Regions from separate parts of the Mus musculus genome. Here regions 1, 2, 3, 4, 5 and 6 are each linked to region 7. Evidence: chromatin contacts called from public HiChIP or PLAC-seq and promoter capture Hi-C data. All regions are on one chromosome and are shown on one strand. Each heading gives the region's core, a stretch centred on a gene start, on an enhancer-like site or on the middle of the called end of the contact. The rest is flanking DNA. Distances are from core to core; before and after follow the strand shown. Region 1 holds the start of Tug1 (taurine upregulated gene 1). Region 2 holds the start of Osbp2 (oxysterol binding protein 2). Region 3 has its middle 37 kb from the start of Tns3. Region 4 has its middle 45 kb from the start of Gm36772. Region 5 holds the start of Dusp18 (dual specificity phosphatase 18). Region 6 holds the start of Slc35e4 (solute carrier family 35, member E4). Region 7 holds the start of Tbrg4 (transforming growth factor beta regulated gene 4).

Region 1 (2,844 bases), core at 246-2,745, 3.0 Mb after region 7:
TCTGATCAGTAAAGGGTAAATTTGTGCTTCTTAGTGACACATAAAAAAAAAATTTCCCTAGTATCTATTCAAAATACAGGCAGATATTTAAAACTGCGAGTGATTTAAGTATTTCAATGACTCTGATGTAATACTTTGGAAAGAACTATATTCGAAACCTACTGTCCTTAAGTGCTCCGGGGGGTCAAGCTTTCTTCACACAATTCCGACGCACATCAAAAGTGAACGGTTCTGAATGGTCTTCAAACTTGGAGGTTTACAGCTTCAACTTCACGTTCAAGTCCTTTTCTGTTCTCCTAAATTCAGGAAATTGACCTACTTCTGACGGTTCACCTACTTCATTACCACCGAAGACTTTGTCACCACCGAAGACACCAGGCTCCTCAAAAGAGTGCTCTACTGGACAGTGCAGTGGAGTGGAGGCTACTTCTGGCTTCACCGCTTTCCAACAGAAAGGTCCTTGGTGCTGACTGACAGATTTCTTTTCCCAAACCCCGCCCAAACACAGCTTGCTATTATGCCACAATCACCACAGGTTGTGGGTGAAATTACTCACAGTGGCCCACAGAAACACCTCACAACCTACCCTCCCGAATCACCTCAGGTGCGCCCTTCCCCCACACCCTTCAGAAGATGGCCTCGGGCCCTCGGGCCTTCCCAGGCCTGGGTCCTGTGGCCACCTCCTCGCTACCGACAGACAGGAGTTAGTCCCAGAGCCTGGGAGAACAGAGGAAAGTGGCGAGTGCACCACCAGATCCGATCGGGCGTTGCCTGCAGCTCGCAGATGCCTTTGTCCCTCCCCGTGGAATTGGAACTCAACCACCGCAGCGCGCTCTTGGAACCATGTGCTGCCTCCGCTGCCGCTGCCGCCGCCGCCGCCGCCGCCCGCCCGCGCCGCGACACGACACGACACGCCGCGCCTCAACAGACGATGACAGGCTGGGCGTCACGAGATTCAGCGTTCAGTACGGCTTTGCGGCCGGTGCTGCCCGCGCCACCGCTACCTCAGCCACCGCTTTGTCTCCGTAAGCGCACGCAGCGCGAATCACCTCGCTCACTCCCGACGGCCCGGCCGCCGAGGCCTCCAGCGCACCTTCGGCCAATCACAGAGCTCGAAGTCTTCCCGCCCCCGCCCTGAGACTCCACCTTCTGATTGGCGAGCGACGTCGGTCCACGTGACCGGATCTTGTTTGGCCGGTCCGCCCCCATCACGTGAGGGCGCGCGCCTCTCTTCCTGCTTTCCTGACCCCTCTCGGCCATTTAAAGGAACAGTACCGGGGGCGGGCCGAGAGACGCAGCCGGGACGGTAGCTGCAGAGCAGAGCGGAGGAGCCATCTTGTCTTGTCGCCGGGGAGTCAGGCCCCTAACTCGAAGAAGCCCTGGCGCGCCCTCCCCCCCTCCCCGGTCTGGTAGGGCGAAGGAGCGGGCGTGCGGTCGATCGAGCGATCGGTTGGCGGCTCTTTCTCCTGCTCTGGCATCCAGCTCTTGGGGCGCAGGCCCGGCCGCCGCGGCGCGCGCCCGGTGGCCGTTGGCGCTCGCGCCGCGTCTTTCTTCTCGTACGCAGAACTCGGGCGGCGGCCTATGCTTTTGCGATCCGACGAGGGGTCGTCCGGGTGGTTGGCGGCGGCGGGCAACTCCGCCCCGCTCCCGGGGAGGCGGCGGGGGAAGCTGGGGTGGCCGGGGCTGGCCTGGAGGCCTGGCGCCACCCCTCGGGGCCTGCTAGGACCCAGTTGGAGGGTCAAGAGGGAGCTGGAGGATGGTTGGTGGTGGGCTTCCTCCTTTGCCTTTTCCTACTTATGCCACCTTAGTGGGGAGCGAGAGCGCTGGCGGCAGCTCCGGGGTGGGGATTCGAGCTCCGGAGTCGGAAGATCTGGGTTTGCTTCCGGGCCTAGCCACTCGCTGGCCGAGTGACCTTAGGCAAGTCACTCTGTAATCTGTCTGCGCCTCAGTTTCCTCCTCTGCCTATCAGTGTGTGTATGGAATTGGAAGCTCTCTTCAAAAGTGTCGGTTTACAGAAAGATGATTATTGTTTTTTTTTCCTTTGAGTTGCAAGAAGTCATAACAATTGCTCATTCCCTGAAATTAAATTCGGGAACCTTTTATTGGAGTTGGAGATGGGAAGGTTCCCTGAACTTCTTCTGTACAGAAACACGTGGGAAAGTGTTTTCTAGGGGGATGAGTAGATCCTTCAGTAGCGAGTTTTCAAAGGGGGCTATGACCCAGAAGAGTTTAGAACAGTTTTTGCCACCGGGAGGAAACTGAGGCCTACATGTCATCTGGGACCCTTCACAACCAATATGAAGCCCCCATTTGAGTCCCTGGTATATGTGAGCTGCTTCTTACTGCATAATGGCTGTTTCAGGTACCATCACTTCACTGCTTGGCTTTTAGTCAAAGCCCTTTCCTTTCACCATAGGGTGCCTGAAGGGTGGCTGATGCCTATGGTACAATGGCACCCACTAGAAAGCAGCTACAATTAGGAGTGAATGTGTCCTCGAGTAACAAGAAGTGTAATCTCTGGCCCAGCGATTGTTTTCTGCTGCTCGTACTGGTGCCTGACTACTTTTCTCTCGTTAACTATTTTTTTACAACCATGATTGACACCCATTATTTGCTCCTATTTTATATCCCTGGTTTTCGTGGTTGATAGTGAACAGGATTATTTTTAAATGGTGCTGCCAAAACCAGTTAATAGTGCACATGGATTTTTAGCAAGAGGGCTACTTGGAACAGACTGAACCAGGCGTTGGATTCCTGAAAATGTTTGGGGTTTTTTTTTTTTTTTTTTTTTTTTTTTTTTTGGGGGGGTTTTTTGTTTTGTTTTTTAAATTGAAGGCTAAAGTT
Region 2 (2,820 bases), core at 44-2,543, 2.8 Mb after region 7:
ATTTTATCTTATGTTTATGAGTATACTGTAGCTATACAGATGATTGTGAGCCTTCATGTGGTTTCTGTTCTGGGAATTGAATTCAGGACCTCTGTTCACTCAGGCACAAAGATTTATTTATTGTTATATGTAAGTACACTCTAGCTGTCTTCAGACACACCAGAGGAGGGCATCAGATCTCACTACAGATGGTTGTGAGCCACCATATGGTTGCTGGGAATTGAACTCAGGACCTTTGGAAGAGCAGTCAGTGCTCTTACCCACTGAGCCATCTCACCTCCTTCCCCCCCCCCCCCACTTTAAAAATGAAAATAAATTTCCCTTGTTTCTAGAAGCTTTGGTTTCTCTAGGATAAAGGGCATTCCTTGTGGTGGGGTGTGGGGCAGCTGTTCTGTGTCCTGCCCTCCTCTTGACAAAACACTGAGCTATTAGCTATTTGCCAGACAAGCTGTTCTCCCTGGTTTGGGTCTTTGTACACAGCGGTTTCTCCTTGAAGGTCTTTCTTGTTTCTCTAACTCTGTAGACCTTGTCTCTTCTGTGACTCTTGCCCAAATTTGGTAGAACTAATGACAGGCCTGTCATCTTAGGTAGCTTGGCAATTTGTTTCAGGAGTCGAAACATCTCGTTAAGAATTTATTAGTTAGCTTCCTTCCCTGAGGGCTGCACACACATCTGACACGTGCATGCACAGTGGCTGCTTCCCAAGCTTGTCAACCTTGCTCTCATCTCCTGCTCTGGTCGCTGACAAAATGTACCACAGAACTCTCTAGTTAATAACTCAATGATGCTCTCGGAGCATCTACTCTGCCAAATGTGCCTCATATGCACCATCTTATTACAGCCTTTGAAGGAGGTATTATCTTCATTGTATAGATGAGCCAACAGAAGTTTGTGGAGTGGCTACAGTTCCCACAACTAGGGAGAGGGCCTAGGCTGGATTTCCTCAGGTCGGACTCCCAGGGTTTGAGATTTGCTGTCCACGACCCACCCATTGCTCAGAGTTGCGTGGCGAGCGCACCGCGTGGCTTTCATTCACCATTGTTCTCCCAGCGCCTGGCACAGGAGGGACAGCAGCCTGAAGCGTGAAGTGCCTTCCACGTCGTCTGCCTAACTCTTGGCCCACGGGGTTCCTTCCACCTTAGCCAGAGCGGCGGAGGGACCCACGCGCACCCGATCTCTGTCGCTCACGTGAGGGCTCCACCCATCCCGTCCACTCCTCCACCAACCCCGCCCGGCTCCGCCCCGCCACTCCCTCCGAACAGGCCCCACCCACTCCCGCCCCGCCCCGCCCCCACTCCGCGCTCCGCCGAGCTCGGGTCCACAGCTCTATGGGGAAAGCGGCCGCTCTGAGCCGAGGCGGCGGCTGCGCTGGCCGCTCCCGCGGGCTCTCGTCGCTGTTCACGGTTGTGCCCTGCTTGTCCTGCCACACGGCGGCGCCGGGCATGAACTCATCCGCGTTCGGCTCAGGACCAGCGTCAAAGCCTCAGCTCCAGCCTGTGCAGGCACCAGAGCGGGAGTTGCTGTCGAAACAGGTGTGCCAGCCAATTTCTGAGCCGGCGTCGAGATCCGAACCTGGGTCCCAGACGACGTCTGTGCCAAGGCCTTCAGGGGTTGGGCAGGAATCGGAACTACAGGGCTTGTGGCCGGGGTCAGAGAACGGCACAAGGTCTGTGTCCATCATCAAAGCTTCGCCAGAGCTGGCAATGCCGTCCCCGCTGCAGTCAACAGTAGGGAGTTTGCCCGTCACCAAACCCGAGTCCAAGCTGGTGCCAAAGACCCAGTCTTTTCTGCGACAAGGACAGGCGAAGATTTCTGTCGGGACTCCGGTGTCAGGGATTGGTGTCCAAATGGTCTCACCACCTCTGGACAGCTACAAGGGTTGGCTCCTCAAGTGGACTAACTACCTGAAGGGCTACCAGCGCCGTTGGTTCGTGCTCGGCAATGGCCTGCTGTCCTACTACAGGTACGGAAGTACCGAGGTAGGACATCTGTGGTTGGAGGGTGGTGGTGGCCGGCCTCGACTGTGGGGTGGGTGTCACCATAACCCTTCTGAGATGTTTGCATGAACTTCTGTAGAAGTAATGCCTGTCAACTGCCAAGGGAAGACGTGACCTGTGGACATGGCCTCTGGCAAGCTTGAGTTTAAAAGGATGAGTGGGGAGATGGGTGGAGTAGGTCTTTTGTTCCCCTCCTGTTTTTGGTGGTCATGGAACCAGGGGCTGCGTCTGGTTCACTGTGTTCATGGAGGGAGGCAGCTAGTGAACCCCTCTCTTGGGAAGGACTGTGGGTCCCACCTCCCGTGGTTACTTCATTTGTTTCCTACCTTTGCTGACACCTGCTGGTGGCCAGGCCTTGGGCTGGGACTCGCTGACCCACAGATAGAGCAGACATAGTGTGTACCCCCTGGGACCCCAAGTTGACATTTTGCAGCAGATAATGCTTTCCTGTTCCCTTGCTTATTCCAGAAGTAGCTTGGGTTTCGGAGCTGCAGTAGAGACAGAGCTGGCACGACCTCCTGCTAAAGCTGGACTTCCTTCCCTTTCTCACTAGCTGTTTCCTGGGATTGCAAGCTTTGAGATCTCAGGCCGCTCTAGATGAGAGCTTCTCAAACTAAGTGGGGTTGCTGCAGCAGTGTCTAGGTCTCCCGCTGAATCCCTCCTGAGATAGGCCTGAGGAAAGCACCCGAGGGATGGCTTTTCTAAAAGTTTCCGTGTGAGGACTGTGAGGCTGGTTCAGAGTCAACTCTTCAAGAAGGCCTTCTTCACTGTTAGACAGATTTTCCCACCATGTTGTTGGCCAAAGCTTGGGTTTCCTCCGCTA
Region 3 (2,772 bases), core at 230-2,729, 2.1 Mb before region 7:
GACTTGCAAACTTTATATGCCCCAGTACAGGGGAACGCCAGGGCCAAAAAAGGGGAGTGGGTGGGTAGGGGAGTGGGGGTGGGTGGGTATGGGGGACTTTTGGGATAGCATTGGAAATGTAAATGAGCTAGATACCTAATAAAAATGGAAAAAAAAGATTCGGGGGGGGGGGGGACAAAAAAACAAACAAACAAAACGATCCTTCAAGGGTTTTAGAGCATGAGTCCATAGACCAACATAAAACACATCAGAAGTTTAGTCTGAAATGCCCAGCTCATAAGCGCTCATGTGGTTCTGTTTGTTTGTTTGTTCATTTGTTTTTCTTAACCTTCATCCACAGTGCTCAGAGCCAATGACACGGCACATGTTCAATCACTAGTCAATGTTTACTTCATCTCTCACTTTATCTGGCTATGGGGCCCTCTCATAACATAATGTAAACTCAAGTCAGTTGTGAGCACTTACAAACCTGGACTCCTCCTTGCTACATGCTGCCCCTTTCCTAAACAGAGATGTTTCAGTAGCCTGTTTCAGTTTCACTTGATATCAAAGACCCCCGACTAGACAGGTTATCTGATGGAGCAGCGCAGACAAATGAAGAGGAGCAGAGCTGACTGTCGATGACTCTTGTTGGGGCCACTGATAGGAAGCAGCTGTATGGGGTGTGAACTCCTGTTTGCTGTCATTCCATACTCCTGACCAGCGAAGAGACACAGGCGACATAGCTTCTGTCTGTTGTCAATTATGGACTTAAGGAGCTGTCTCTGGACTAATGTTGTTTTGCTTCTTGGACATCCCAAGAGGCTGGTTGATCTAAAGCACCATAATACTGCCCAAGGCAAAACCACATTAGCCCAGAGACAGCTCATGGATGGTTCAAAACCACATTCCAATGAGTGGATAGGTCTGCAGCCAAGCAAACAAAAGACAGGCTACTGGGGACCCTCTGAAGGTTCCCAAACTCTGTCCCTGTCGTGTTCTCAGATGCACTGTCCTCAGCTAAGTGACTCATGGAATGAGTACAGACACGGCCTCATGAAGAGCAGTGGACTGATTCTTCATAGCTTCCTCATACTGTGGTAGCCTGAACTCTGTGGTCTCTCTCCAGTCTTGCTTGAATGGATGGACATGCATCTTGAGGGGCATTTCCTGTTCCTCTAACGATATCCCGTGGGAGAGATCCTCAGTGGTCACTTCTAATCAGTTGTTATCAGGGGACTGAACAGAACGGGTGTGGAGGAGGGGCCCTAGTGTTTGTAGGTACAGCACAGACCACTTCAAACCCTTCCTTGTGAGGAGTTTTTCAGGATTCCAAAGCTTAGCCTGGGAGTTAGGAATAATGTGGGAAAGTTTGGGAATTACAGTTAAACTCAGGATATCTTCACAGCCAAGTGGAGAGGCCCTAAAAGCCCTGTGTGTAGAGTCTTTTATCTTCAATCTGAGAAAAGAAGGAAGCAGCCTCCCACCCAGATCACTGAGCCGCACCCCTACACACGCCAGAAGTCAGGCTGCTGTTGTGTCTCACTGTGGACGGTCACTCTGCCCACAGAGAAACAGCTTGATGTTTATGGAAACTTGGCACCTCAGATCCCTCCTCAAATCTCTTGAGTTTGAATTTGCTGTTTCAAGGAGTCAAGTTCAAAAAGCTCTGCCTCATAGGACACAGAGATTTAGACAGAGATGTTCCCAGCTTGAGGCCTGGTGATCTGGGCTTTACCCACACATATTGGACACTGTAACTTCTCTGAATCCGAGTCTTGCTTTCTAGTTATGCAGTGACATCTATGATCTTTATCACAGCCAAAGCAGAAACAAAACTCAAAAACAGGCATGCCTATGGAGTGAAATCACAGGACTTCAAATTAGGACGCTCTGGGCCCCTTTTTCCTAGGAAGACACTGGCTGAAAGGACTTTAGAAGACTCTCAGAAACACTCAAAACGCTAGAGGAGCCAAGTAAGTGTCCAGTCAAGTCGGAGGCACACTAAGGACATTTTAACTTCTCTGTGCCACCTCCTCCCTGGTATGACTTGGTGGGAGAGAGCCACAGCTCAACTTCTGCTTCCACCCTTCAAACCAGAGGGAGAGAAGTTCTGTGTGCTGTTTTATGACGTGCCTGAAGAACTGGTCTCTCTCACCTCGCTCTGTGCTCACACAGGAAAAAGTGGTAGCTCCAATTCCATACTGAAAGGGGCACAGGAAGCAGCAGTCACTGCTCACCTGCAGGTGTGTGTGGTGGGGGATGGGGTGTATGGGCAAATGAACACAACAGACTATGGCCCTTAGATGACTTACAAAAATTTAGATACGTAAAAGCAGCTGCAGCCAGGTGGTGGTGGCAGCAGCGCATGCCTTTAATTCCAGCACTTGGGAGGCGGATTTCTGAGTTTGAGGCCAGCCTGGTCTACAAAGTGAGTTCCAGGACAGCCAGGGCTATACAGAGAAACCCTGTCTCGAAAAACAAACAAAAAAGAAAAAAGAAAAGAAAGAAACAAAAGAAAGAAAAAAAGAAAGAAAGGAAGGAAGGAAGGAAGGAAGGAAGGAAGGAAGGAAGGAAGGAAGGAAGAAGGAAATCTTAGAATAGTCTATGACTATCAGCTCTGAGCTGATCTCAAGCTCAGACCTTGCTATGTTCACTAGCAAAAGACTTCCCAGTCTGCAAAACAACGTAGCAGAAACCGTGCCTGGTGCAACCCAGACATCAGATTGAGTCCCGATAAAGGACTTAAATGGTGTCTTGAGTGTGCTGGAAGAGTTAAAGGAAAACACAGAA
Region 4 (3,135 bases), core at 336-2,835, 2.1 Mb before region 7:
ATGAATTTATGAAATTCCTAGGCAAATGGATGGACCTGGAGGGCATCATCCTGAGTGAGGTAACCCAATCACAAAGGAACTCACACAATATGTACTCACTGATAAGTGGATATTAGCCCAGAAACTTAGGATACCCAAGATATAAGATACAATTTGCTAAACACATGAAACTCAAGAAGAATGAAGACCAAAGTGTGGACACTTTGCCCCTTCTTAGAATTGGTAACAAAACACCCATGGAAGGAGTTACAGAGACAAAGTTTGGAGCTGTGACGAAAGGATGGACTATCTAGAGACTGCCATATCCAGGGATCCATCCCATAATCAGCTTCCAAACACTGACACCATTGCACACACTAGCAAGATTTTGCTGAAAGGACCCAGATATAGCTGTCTCTTGTGAGACTATGCCGGGGCCTAGCAAACACAGAAGTGGATGCTCACAGTCAGCTATTGGATGGATCACAGGGCCCCCAATGGAGGAGCTAGAGAAAGTACCCAAGGAGCTAAAGGGATCTGCAACCCTATAGGTAGAACAACATTATGAACTAACCAGTACCCCGGAGCTCTTCACTCTAGCTGCATATGTATCAAAAGATGGCCTAGTCAGCCATCACTGGAAAGAGAGGCCCATTGGACATGCAAACTTTAAATGCCCCAGTACAGGGGAACGCCAGGGCCAAAAAGTGGGAGTGGGTGGGTAGGGGAGTGGGTAGGAGGGTATGGGGGACTTTTGGGATAGCATTGGAAATGTAAATGAGGAAAATACCTAATAAAAATATAAAAAAAAAAGAAAGAAAGAAAGAAAGAAATTTTAGAGCCAGGCGTGATGGTGCACGCCTTTAATCCCAGCACTCAGGAGGCAAAGGCAGGCGGATTTCTGAGTTTGAGGCCAGCCTGGTCTACAAAGTGAGTTCCAGGACACCCAGGGCTATACAGAGAAACTCTGTCTCAAAAAAAAAAAAAAAAGAAAAGAAAGAAAGAAAGAGAAAAAAGAAAGAATCTTATTTCTCTTGAAAAAACATTTTTTCATGTGTATTAGCTATTAGTAGTTCTTTCAAGAGCTTTATGTCCAACTCATTTACCTGTTTATTAGTGGACTATTTACTCTTTTGATGTTTGATTTTTGTTGTTGTTGTTATTGTGGTGGTTGTTGTTGTTGTGGTTGTTGTTGTTGTTATTTGTAACCTCCTTCCAGCCTAGCCAGGCTGGTTCAGACCATCCACCACTGAGGCAGAGCCACCTGCTGTGCTGCTTCTCATCACTCTCCTTATATGTTACACTGCCTGCTACCTGCCTGAGGCCAAACCAGTTCTCCAAGATCTTCCAGAGTTAGCTGAGAACTGTGATTTTTGTGAGTTCCTGCTAAAAGACTGTTCTGACAACTTCACAAAAAACTTGGTGTGACTGGGAATGGGCCTCCCCTCTCCTTTAATTACCTAGCAAAGTTAATTTGGAGCTCAGCCTCCACTTCCAGAGAATCTCTGACCTTTCTGCTAATTCTCAAAGCCAGCCCTCCCACCCCCGGAGCTCAAAGCCTGAGCTTGATCATTGCTAATTTGCAACTGAATGGAGTAGCTGAACTTCTTCAAGGAAGCTTTTAAACAGTTGCTTTTTCACTGCCCCACCTTTGTTTCTCAAGCAGATCAGCCACCTTTCAGCCTGACTGCAGCAGGAGTAAAACCTCGCCTTCAACAGCACAGGTGGCAGTTATTATTCTCCATCAAGAAGCATTCTAAGTACATATTGTGGCTTTGGTCTGAATTGGGAGTATGGTGTGCTATGAGGGCCTGACAGTCAATGACGGGCACCAAGAACTCAGAATCATACCAATCTAAGACAGGGGTACATGCCAAAAGGCCGTGGCTATTGATAACACACCACAGGGTCATGTTTCTGTGAAATATGACACAAACTAGCTGCACGTACACTCTATGACAGATAAGGATGATTTGAGAAAATCTAAGATTTCCTAAGACAGGCGGGGCTGCCAGCCACCATAACTCCCAGGCAGGACTATAGAGCATAAATAAATTTTATGCCTCAGTCCAGTTTTGTTTTGTTTAATATTATTTAAAGTGGTGGTGGTGGGGGGGGAATGCAACCTCCTACCAGCCTGGCTGAGAATTGTGATTTTTGTGAGTTCCTGCTGAAAGACTGTTCTGACAACTTCACAAGAAACTTGGTGTGACTGAGAATGGGCCTCCCCTCTCCTTTATAAAGCATGTCTGCCACCATTAAAGTTGAGCCTTGATCAGAATACTGTTTTGGTTCCATTTCTCTCTCTACCTGCCTAGATTCCTTCTTTTCTTTCAGCTCCAAGATGGCTCCCAGGCTCGAACCCAGATATGAGAGCCACAGGCCGACCCCAACAATTGTTTTTAAATGTACATTTTATTTATTTTTTATTTTATTAGATATTTTATTAACATTTCAAATGCTATCCCAAAAGTTCCCTATACCCTCCCCCCACCCTGCTCCCCTACCCACCCACTCCCACTTCTTGGCCCTGGCGTTCCCCTGTACTGGGGCATATAAAGTTTGCCAGACCTAGGGGCCTCTCTTCCCAATGATGGCCAACTAGGCCATCTTCTGCTAATTATGCAGCTAGAGACATGAGCTCTGTGGGTAGTAGTTAGTTCATATTGTTGTTCCACCTATAGGGTTGCAGACCCCTTTAGCTCCTTGGGTACTTTCTCTAGCTCCTCCATTGGGGGCTCTGTGTTCCATCCTATAGATGACTATGAGCATCCACTTCTGTATTTACCAGGCACTGGAATAGCCTCATATGAGACAGCTATATCAGGGTCCCTTCAGCAAAAACTTGCTGGCATATGCGATAGTGTCTGGGTTTGATGGCTGATTATGGGATGGATCTCCAGGTGGGGTAGTCTCTGGATAGTCCATCCTTTCGTCTTAGCTCCAAACTTTGTCTCTGTAACTCCTTTCATGGGTATTTTGTTCCCTATTCTAAGGAGGAATGAAGTATCCACACATTGGTCTTCTTTCTTCTTGATTTTCTTATGTTTTGCAAATTATATCTTGGTTATTCTAAGTTTCTGGGCTAATATCCACTTATCAGTGAGTGGATATCTAGTGACTTCTTTTGTGATTGGGTTACCTCACTAAAGATTG
Region 5 (2,909 bases), core at 69-2,568, 2.7 Mb after region 7:
TTTTCAGCACACATGACTGGTGTCATCTACATACAGCACAGCTAGTGGAAACTCATGTTCTCTGCTCAGCTGTGTGACTTCCAACATTAATGACCTCAAAGTCAACTGAGAGCAAGTAGAAAAGAGCCTTGGTGATGGTCACCTGGAACTGCAGCATTCAGGAGGTAGAAGAGAAAGGTGGGGCCCTTGCTTTATGGGTCCTGCCCCCCAACAAAGAGCTGAGGAAACAAACTACAGGGTTTTTTGTTTGTTTGTTTTGATTTAATTTTTTCCTTGTCACAGAAACAAAGCTGTTTTCTTAAAATTAACCTTTGAGAAATCAGGATTTCCCAGGCAGGCCAGTTTCAGCTAGCATAAGGTCATGGCCTAACTTATCCTCTCAGAATGAAAAGTCATTCAGGTAACCTCAGGCCAATCAGTTATTTTTCCACTGTTCTGTCTCCCTGTTCCTGCCTTCCAAGGAATGTGACTTCCAAGTGACATTTGGTTTTGTTTCTGCTCTCTTCAGTCCCTTCAGAGGTAAAGTTAAAATGCAAAGCTTGTGGGAATGACAAATAAAGGCATTTGTTATAGAGTTGCAAAGATAGTAAGAAGCGATCACAGACAGTAGGACATGGTAGAGCAGACCTGGAAGCTGAAGCAAGATGTGGTGTTCCTGACCAGACTACTGGAACTCTTTCAAGAGTTTCAAGAGGGGGAGGGGGAGGGGGGGGGAGAGGGGAGGAGAGGAAACAGAAACGTCATCTCCATTTTTTACATTTTACAACCAACCAGGCTTTTGGCATCTAGTTAATTTGTAGCCGTGAAACCTGAGACTCGAGGAAAACCAGTTTTGTTCATCATTAGACAGCAAGTTCTGAAGGCTGATATTTCTGGTGGATTACACTTTCTGGAGAAAGTTGGCAAATATAGGTGGGGCGCTGGTTAAATTCTGGGTTATAAACGTGGAACAGAGTCCACAAGTAGATGAGTGGAAGGTGCCACAACAAGCCTAGGAAGCTTGGCCTCTCTACGTGGTGACAAGACTCAAACAATCTTACCTCCTTCCCTCAGTGCCCCCGAAATCTTTCAGGGCAGAGCCGCGGACGACCCTCTCCAAGAAAGAGAGGGCCCTTCATGATTCCGGACCTTGGTAGCAACGGCTTCTCCTCGCGGAACAATGGGCAGTTCGGGGCTTAGGGGGACCCCGCGACTGATTCTGTACCTCGAAGGACTACGCAGTTCCCAGGCGTTTGGGAAAAGCTGGGTGGGCTGCCTGTCTTCACAGAAATGCGCCAAGTAGCCAGAAGGACCATTGCTACACCCACCGCCTGCACGCCCCGCCCACTCACCCTTCGTCTCCTAGGCAACACGCCCAACAGAGCCTCACAAAGAACGCCTAAAGACTGTCACGCGGTCTGCTTGCCGGTTGTCTCCCAGGCAACGCACTCCAGTGTAGATAGTTGCTCTGCGACCGCGTGTCTTTCCACCATGGTTTTAGGTCTTGCTAGCTTTCCTGAGTCGCTCTCTAGCCAGTCAGAGACCGCTACACAGCCCAGAAGGCCTTCAGTCAAATGGGACTTGGGCTCGGATTACAGGAAAGGTACCGAAGAGACTACCGCTTCTGGTTCGAACTTCCGGCGCGAGAGACTGGACAGCCAGCCGGATCTTGGCCTCCACGTCCAACCACAGATCTACTTCCTGCGGCCGCGGTCCCCACTCCCCAAGTTGTTATTCAGGTGTGGCTCGGGTATACAAAGCAGTTGTCAGACCCGGGACCCCGTAAGGGAATCCGACTCACTTTGTTCCAGCCGTGTCCCCCCCCCAACCTCCGCCCTTAGATGTTCCTCTGATCGCAGCAATGTCTCCGATCGCAGGATTTTTCAGACTCAGGCCAACCCGTAGGACCTTCAGAAGCCCGTTTTCTGGGCCGAAGGCACTGTCCCGTTTCTAGCCTTCCGAATGAATCCTGACCCTGGCGTAGTGTAGGCTTGACGTCTGCAATTGGTCTCAGGCTCCAATCGACTTGGCAACTCCAGGCCTTCCCATTCTCCAGCGTCCTTGAAAAGCCTTCAGTTCCCCAATGTTTGACTCCAATCCTGTCCCCCTTCTTCAACCGGCATCAGCCAAGGATGTAACAAGTCCTACAGAGGATTTATTATGGAAACACAATTTGTTTCAAAAATGACCAGTATTTATTACTTGATAAATTTGGTGCATCACTAAGTAAAGAGGGTCTTTAAATATTTAGTCTCTTTTTGGTTGAAAATAGGACTTAGACTTGTGTGTAAATTCCTGACCGTTGACTCTGTCTTCCCATCCGCACCTGGGTATGTTGAGTCATCCTGCATAAAAACCAGAAAAGTGGAACTGGGTAGCTTTCAATGTTCGTTCCTTTGTATTAGCAAGCACAGCCTGACCACAGTTGTTCCTAACTCATAGGAAAATGAACTGGAGAACGTTATTAGAATCCCCCTAAAGGTGCTTTGTTTTCTTCTTAACTGAACGTGGTTGCACACGATTGTAATCAAGCACTCAGGTGCTGGAGGCAGGAGGATTGGAAATTCAAGGTCACTCTCAGTTCAAGAGGGAGTTCTAGGCCAGCCTGGATACACGAGACCTTGTCACAAAATATACATCTTTTTGTTTGTTGGGTTTGGTGGTGGTGGTGTTTTCTGTTTTTTTGTTTTTGTTTTGTTTTTGTTTTGTCTGACTATGAATGTATTTTATGATGATCTTATTCTGATGTGCTAACCAATAGAGACTGAGTTTAGTATAAGTTGTTATTTGTATTCCTTCTGTTCCTGTGTGTATCAGACAGCCATTTCTGTTTCAGTCAATTCATGTGTGGTTCTTCCCTTTTTGCTATTGTTTGTTTGGGAATCTGTATTCAGAAATACTTCACCAGCACGTATGTCATTTCCCTGGTT
Region 6 (2,804 bases), core at 165-2,664, 2.7 Mb after region 7:
TCATACAGTAGGGCTCAAATTTGAGGGGTGCTGTGGGAGGCATAGGCTGCTCTGAGATCTTGAGTAGACCCTAAGGAACGTGAATGAGCCCTCTACCCCAGTGATATCCTCCTTGAATCCGGGCCTCCTGGCTCTGGATCCACAGTAAAATACAGTCTGATGTTGAGACAGGTTAAAATGGGTTTCTGAGGCTAGAGAGATGCTCAGTGGTTAAAAGCATTTACTGGGCTGGAGAGATGGCTCAGCAGTTAAGAGCACTGACTGCTCTTGAGTTCAATTCCCAGTAACCACATGGTGGCTCACAACCATCTGTAATGGGATCCGATGTCTTCTTCTGATGTTTCTGAAGATAGCTACAGTGGTGTATGCATATACATAAAATAAGTCTTTTTTTTTTTTTTAAAGCACTTACTGCCCTTGCAGAGGACCTAAATTTGGTCTTTAGCACCCACATAGTAGTTCACAGCCACTAGTAACTTCAGATGCAGGAGATCTGATGCCCTTTTGGCTCTGCAGGCACCGGCCATGCACATGGTGCGCACACTCACATGCAGGCAAATCACTCATCCATATAAAATATCTAACAAAAAAATTGTTCAAGGAGCTGGAGAGATGGCTCAGCAGTAGGAGAACTGGCTGCTCTTCCACAAAATCCAGGTTAATTCCCAGCACTCACATGGCAGCTCACAACTGTCTGTAACTCCAGTTTCAGGGGATCTGATGCCCTCACAGACATCCATGCATAGTTACAGATAGACAGACAGGCTAAACACCAATGCACATAAATCTTTTTAAAATGGGCACAGAAGTGGGCAGAGGCACCTGCTTGTAATCTCAGCATTCCCATACAGACATTCACACCACTAATAATAAACAAAAAATTTAAATAGGAAGAAATGCTTTTTAATTCAAAGAAGCTTAGTGGATAATGGATTAAAAATCCCAGAGGAATATAGTTCACTGAAAGCCCAGATTCCTCTTCTTAAAAAATGTGTGTGTGTGTGTGTGTGTGTGTGTGTGTGTGTGTGTTGGAGGGGGGAGGGGAGAGGCTCATTCAGTTTCCCTCCCATAACTCTTCTTGGAAAAACTATCTAAATGCCCCAGATTTTGATCCTTTCCCTGGAAGTCTCCTACCTACACTCTCTGCCCTTCAACTTGGGTTACTCAGCAGAGATCTACGGGTTCCCGCGGGTATCAGACTCATCGGAGGCAAGTGTGACAGTGTAGATTCCTGGTTCATCTGGGACAGAGATCTGATTTAGGTCTCAGGTGGGACTGGCTTATTTTCACCTGAATTTCTTTGGGAAGGGATTAGGAACGCTTGCAACAGTGCGGAGTCACGACCACCAGAGGGCGCTGCGGGCCGGGCTACACAGTTGCGCTTTGCGATCTTGTTTCTCTAGGCAGGTTGTCATCCAGGACTTGTTTGACAACAGAGCCGGGTGAGGCCTGTGCAGGTGAGCGGGAGCTTCCCCAGAAATCCAATTACCGGAAAGAGTCCAGGATGGACCTTGATTCTTGCTCACGCGTTGGGCTGGGAACAGGTCCCTGGGTTTCAGCTGCTTACCCTAACCTGAATTCAGGTGGGAAACCCGGGAACCATCCAGGATTCTGCTCCGTGGGCCTCATGAAACCCAGCTGTGAGTCACCTCGGAATGCCTAGGGAGCAGCACATAAAGTCGGCTAGCTCGGGATGGATGCCGGCCCGCTGTACCCTGCTTCCCGGAGCTGTGGTTAGCTTTGGTGATTCATTTCCCCTTCTGCTGCCCCAGAGGGGGCGCCGCCCTGGTTTGAGAGGGGGAGAAAAGATCTGGAGTGGAATGGAGGGGGAACAAGATGAGGCAGCCTTAAGGGACCACGTGGTCTAGCTCCGTTGAATTCCAAGATCTCAAGGAGACCTTTGTGGTCTGGGATCAGGTGATGTGGTATGTCTCACTTCAACGCCCTGCTTCTCGACGATGGCAGACAGCTTGGGGACGGCTCTGCAGAGTGCCCAGGGTTTCCAGCACTGGATACTGGTCTTTTTAAGGAAGGCTCTACTTGGCGCTGGAGACAATCCGGATTCCGGTTGGTGGCTGGTACAACCCACACTCTCCACTAAGGGATTCGCGGCCGCAGCTGCGCAAGCCAAGTCGGGAGGCGCAAAGGCTGTGGGAGGGGCTAGACGTCCGCCGGGCTCCGGGGCTGGTACTCGTGGGCGGGGCCCGGGCTGAGCCCAACTTTCCGGGTGGAGCGCAGCTTCGGTAGCGGCGGAGAGGGCAGGGCCGGGAAGCGCTGAGCCGCGCGGGACTCGGGAGGGACTAGAGCCCGGCGCCCGAAGCTGCCAGATCCACCGCGGGAGCCGAGCGGCAGCCAGAACAGCCAGAGCATCCTGAGAGGCTGCAGCCAGTCCGAGCTCGCGATTCCGCGTCCGCCGGCCTATCGGCGTCTATTCCCGGTCCAGTAAAAGGCTAAAGGGGGCTGGGGGAGGGGAGCGACGGCTGCAACCTCCGTTCCCACGCTCGGAATATTATCGACCCTGCCAGACCTGGTCCGGGCCTGAGCACCAAACACGCAGGCGGTCGGGGTCAGTCAGTGACCTCATCCTGACAGTCTGGGGACCAAAGATGGAAAAAGACAAACGGATTCGGTGTGAAAGCATCGCGTGAGCTTAGGGCGCGGAGAAGAGAGAAGGCCTCCCCTGGTGCGGGAGGTGCCCAGGGCTTACGAGGCCTGGGTGGACACCAGCCAGTCCGGCATCTTAGCAGCCACGACCTTCTTCCCTGACCAGAATTATCGGCTGGCTCAGAGTCTAGCACCTGAAG
Region 7 (2,948 bases), core at 427-2,926:
TTATTCAGCAACAAGTCTCAGAGGCTGAAAACATTCTAGGCCTAGATAAGATTCTACAGAGGCTAGAAGCTTCCAGGACTAGGCCTATTTAGCAAACAGAGGCAGTAGGCCTCCAAGACAACAGTCCCAGCACTAAGAATTTTATACATTCTCAGCTGGCTGTGGTGGTATGTCCACCACTGCAACCCTTCATTTCCTTTCTGGTCCATTTTATCTTTGTTTTGTTTGTTTGTTTTTCCTTTTTGTCATTTTTGCTTTTGGTTTCCTACTAAGAAACTACTGTTTAATCCAAGATAGTAAAAATGTGTTTCCCCTTAGGAGTTTTATATCTATATTATCTCTGACCTTTTTGAGCTAAATTTTGAATTCAGCATGAGACTCTTAAACAAGAACCACCAAGGTAAAGCTAGTGTGGCAATATAATGCTAGCTACTGTAAGGCTAAAGCAAGAGAAGCTTCCCTGGATAATTCAGCAATCTTTTATTAACAAGAACCAGCGTTTACGCTTGATTTTAGCCACAAAGGAGAGAAGTAATACACTCTTACAAACATAAAGATTTTTCAAGGAAAATTTTAAGTTAAATTTTCCTTTCTACAAAATTAGGGCCAGCAGGATAACTTAGTGGGGACCTGGGGGTGGGGGTGGGGCATGTCTTTTGTCCTGCACTCCAGAGGCAGAAGGAGGGGGATCTCTGTGAGTTCAAGACCAGCCTGGTCTACACAGCGAGTTCCAAAACAGCCAAGGCTACAAGGAGAAACGCTGTCTAGGAAAACAGACAGTTAGTTTAGGGGCCACTTGACTGTGAGTTCAATTCCCAGATCCCACATGATTGGAAGAAACAAATTTCCCCAAGTTTTCCTGTGATCTCTTCATGCACACATACACCTTTGTCCCAGAGATGCCGTCTGTGGTTTCCTAGCACTGGGATTACTGGGAAAACTCACCTCCCAACCATCCTACCCAGCATTTTGTACTATCTCCTCAGTCCTGCCGTGCGCTAAGGCAGGGCCTTCTCCAGGTCGTCCCGGCTGTCCTAAACTTGGTATGTAGACCAAGCTAGCCACGACCTCAAAGATCCTTTTTCCTGTCTCCTGGCTGGGGTTTTAAGGTGTGTGCCACCACGCCCGGCTATTCTGCTTCTTGATGCAGGGCCTCCACAGTAGTACAGGCTAGCCCTCGGCCTCCTGCCTCCATTACTGAGATTACAGCAATTTATCGGTGTGCCGTTGTATACGGTATGTCCTTTACTTGTTTAATCTAGACAAACTGCTTGCATTTCCGAAAAGACCTTCAGCTGGAGCTACAACTCGCTTCTCTGTAATTACCCGACACCTGGCAATGCCTTCCCGCCCCGAACCCCAAAGTCAACACGGCGGTCCCAACTCACGCCTCTCCTACAGGACCTGTGAAAGGCCCAAGGGAGTGGGGCAGAACGGGCTGACATCAGAGTCGCTACCCAAACTCCGCACAAGTAGGAGACTCTGGCCCGACGTGCCCTGCCGTGTAGAATTCACCCTCTCCTTCCCGTCTACGTTTCCCACGACCAGGATCTCACTACACTTCCCAGTACCGGAAGCCTGAGCGCAACAAAGATGGCGACTGCGGAAGGGGCGGAGGGCGTGGCCTCCGTCCGGGAGCACTGGGCCACCTAGCTTCCGGCGGCGCGCCAGTGACGTCAGTGAGCGCGCCAGGCCGCGTGGAGGCCGTAGGCTGATGGAGGTCAGTGAGGGTGATCGCCGCCGCAGTCTGGCGTCCTGGAGAGACCGGGTTTCTGAACGTGGGTATCCGAGACGGGAAGCGTGGCTGGGAAGGGCAGCAGTTAGTAAGGACCGGCGGGGCTGTTGTGGGGGGAGCCAGGAAAGGGACTCTCGACACCGTGCCCCAAGGGCGCTGTTCGGTTGCAAATTCGGTTCCGGGCTGCGATTGCGCACGCGCTCCTCGGCCCGCGGTAGACACGAGGCCTATCCCGGGAAGCTCCGCTGCCCGCAGTGACCCTTGGCGTCCCCTGCCAGTCACTTTTCGTGTTTCTGCATTTTAGGTTTCAGGGTCGATATTTACTTAGTCGCAGGTCTTGAAAATCGGTAGTTTGCCAGTGCTTTTTTTTTTTTTTTTTTTTTTTTTTTTTGGTTTTTTGAGACAGGGTTTCTCTGTGTAGCCCTGGCTGTCCTGGAACTCACTCTGTAGACCAGGCTGGCCTCGAACTCAGAAATCCACCTGCCTCTGCCTCCAAAGTGCTGGGATTAAAGGCGTGCACCACCACGCCCGGCTCTCCAGCGCTTCTTTACTGTCTGGGTTCAGTAAGTGATGGATATTGGGTTTGGGCAGATGTCCCCCTTCTGAACCATATTTTATTTCCGTGTAAGTATAATTAAGCTAATCTTTTTACAGCTGCAGTAATGTGTTCACATAACAGTAAAATTAAGCTAGCTATATACCCGAATCCCGGAAGCAGAAAAAATTGAGGTGTTTTCTCCTTTAGTTGAAGCAAAGTCCAGTAACTTGTCTCATTTGGTTCTATCTCACCTTAGGGAACAAGACTGGCAGACTTGCCGAAAGAAACGTCATGTGGTTATGTAGCGTGTTCTCGAAAAAGGTAACATTTTGCAGGACTTAGAAAAAGGCAATGCCGTGCCCTGTGATTGGCAGAGAACGCAGTAGCCAGTTTTGCATTGTGAGATAAAAGTGTGAAGTGTAGTTGGAACAGAGCCTGTATTGTAGGGGTTGGATTAAGATTGGCAAGGTGGTGACTCTGGGTGGTGTTAGGGCTTGTTTGCGGTGATCGATTCAATTTGTGAGTTTTGCTTTAAGGGTTCTGGGGTGTGACTCAGTTGGAACTGCTTGTCTAGCTCACATAAAGGCCTAGATTTGATCTTCGGCACTGAATAAACCAGGAGTGATTGGCTATCTTTAATGTTAGCACTTGGGAGGTGGCCGCAAGAGGAATAGA

What was found. Promoter capture Hi-C pulls out the DNA fragments that hold promoters and counts their contacts. HiChIP or PLAC-seq counts read pairs in DNA pulled down with a chosen protein or histone mark. Capture Hi-C pulls out chosen DNA fragments and counts their contacts.
Region 1: a contact with region 7 is called in a promoter capture Hi-C map of adipose tissue, with 8 times the contacts expected there. The contact joins the promoter of Tug1 here to the promoter of Tbrg4 in region 7. A contact is called at or near these places in 2 of 39 promoter capture datasets (liver and pre-B cells), 1 of 484 Hi-C or Micro-C datasets (B cells) and 2 of 9 other capture datasets (adipose tissue and liver).
Region 2: a promoter capture Hi-C map of liver shows a contact between it and region 7, with 2.8 times the contacts expected there. The contact joins the promoter of Osbp2 here to the promoter of Tbrg4 in region 7. A contact is called at or near these places in 2 of 39 promoter capture datasets (liver and pre-B cells).
Region 3: a contact with region 7 is called in an H3K4me3 HiChIP or PLAC-seq map of bone marrow-derived macrophages, with 6 times the contacts expected there. The contact joins the enhancer-like site here to the promoter of Tbrg4 in region 7. A contact is called at or near these places in 3 of 39 promoter capture datasets (cranial neural crest, embryonic stem cells and stem cell-derived epiblast-like cells) and 6 of 115 datasets of contacts at active chromatin or transcription factors (bone marrow-derived macrophages, embryonic forebrain, embryonic stem cells and 2 more).
Region 4: a promoter capture Hi-C map of embryonic stem cells shows a contact between it and region 7, with 4 times the contacts expected there. The contact joins the enhancer-like site here to the promoter of Tbrg4 in region 7. A contact is called at or near these places in 3 of 39 promoter capture datasets (embryonic stem cells, pre-B cells and stem cell-derived epiblast-like cells) and 2 of 115 datasets of contacts at active chromatin or transcription factors (large pre-B cells and stem cell-derived neural progenitor cells).
Region 5: a contact with region 7 is called in a promoter capture Hi-C map of liver, with 3 times the contacts expected there. The contact joins the promoter of Dusp18 here to the promoter of Tbrg4 in region 7.
Region 6: a contact with region 7 is called in a promoter capture Hi-C map of adipose tissue, with 8 times the contacts expected there. The contact joins the promoter of Slc35e4 here to the promoter of Tbrg4 in region 7. A contact is called at or near these places in 3 of 39 promoter capture datasets (embryonic stem cells, liver and pre-B cells) and 2 of 9 other capture datasets (adipose tissue and liver).

Annotation. Positions count from the first base shown.
Region 1 is chr11:3,647,465-3,650,308 of GRCm38.p6, reverse strand. Tug1 (taurine upregulated gene 1) reads left to right here and starts at 1,495. Exons shown (of 4, transcript NR_002321.2): 1 at 1,495-1,556. It overlaps Morc2a (microrchidia 2A), which reads right to left and starts at 872. Exons shown (of 27, transcript NM_001159288.2): 1 at 163-872; 2 at 1.
Region 2 is chr11:3,862,376-3,865,195 of GRCm38.p6, reverse strand. Osbp2 (oxysterol binding protein 2) reads left to right here and starts at 1,293. Exons shown (of 14, transcript NM_152818.3): 1 at 1,293-1,963. The coding sequence starts at 1,329.
Region 3 is chr11:8,700,313-8,703,084 of GRCm38.p6, reverse strand. No RefSeq gene overlaps it. Among named protein-coding and RNA genes, the nearest start is that of Tns3, 37 kb to the right of the region's middle. Within about 2 kb of position 1,479, at least 83 of the 459 cell types and tissues checked have an H3K27ac peak or open chromatin away from gene starts, as enhancers often do. A contact at or near this core is called in bone marrow-derived macrophages, where this site is marked.
Region 4 is chr11:8,753,136-8,756,270 of GRCm38.p6, reverse strand. No RefSeq gene overlaps it. Among named protein-coding and RNA genes, the nearest start is that of Gm36772, 45 kb to the left of the region's middle. Within about 2 kb of position 1,585, at least 13 of the 459 cell types and tissues checked have an H3K27ac peak or open chromatin away from gene starts, as enhancers often do. A contact at or near this core is called in embryonic stem cells and stem cell-derived epiblast-like cells, where this site is marked.
Region 5 is chr11:3,893,649-3,896,557 of GRCm38.p6, reverse strand. Dusp18 (dual specificity phosphatase 18) reads right to left here and starts at 1,318. Exons shown (of 2, transcript NM_173745.5): 1 at 1,041-1,318. 4921536K21Rik (RIKEN cDNA 4921536K21 gene) reads left to right here and starts at 1,432. Exons shown (of 3, transcript NM_026150.3): 1 at 1,432-1,718. The coding sequence starts at 1,471.
Region 6 is chr11:3,913,274-3,916,077 of GRCm38.p6, reverse strand. Slc35e4 (solute carrier family 35, member E4) reads left to right here and starts at 1,414. Exons shown (of 2, transcript NM_153142.3): 1 at 1,414-2,804.
Region 7 is chr11:6,624,795-6,627,742 of GRCm38.p6, reverse strand. Tbrg4 (transforming growth factor beta regulated gene 4) reads left to right here and starts at 1,676. Exons shown (of 12, transcript NM_134011.3): 1 at 1,676-1,778; 2 at 2,530-2,594.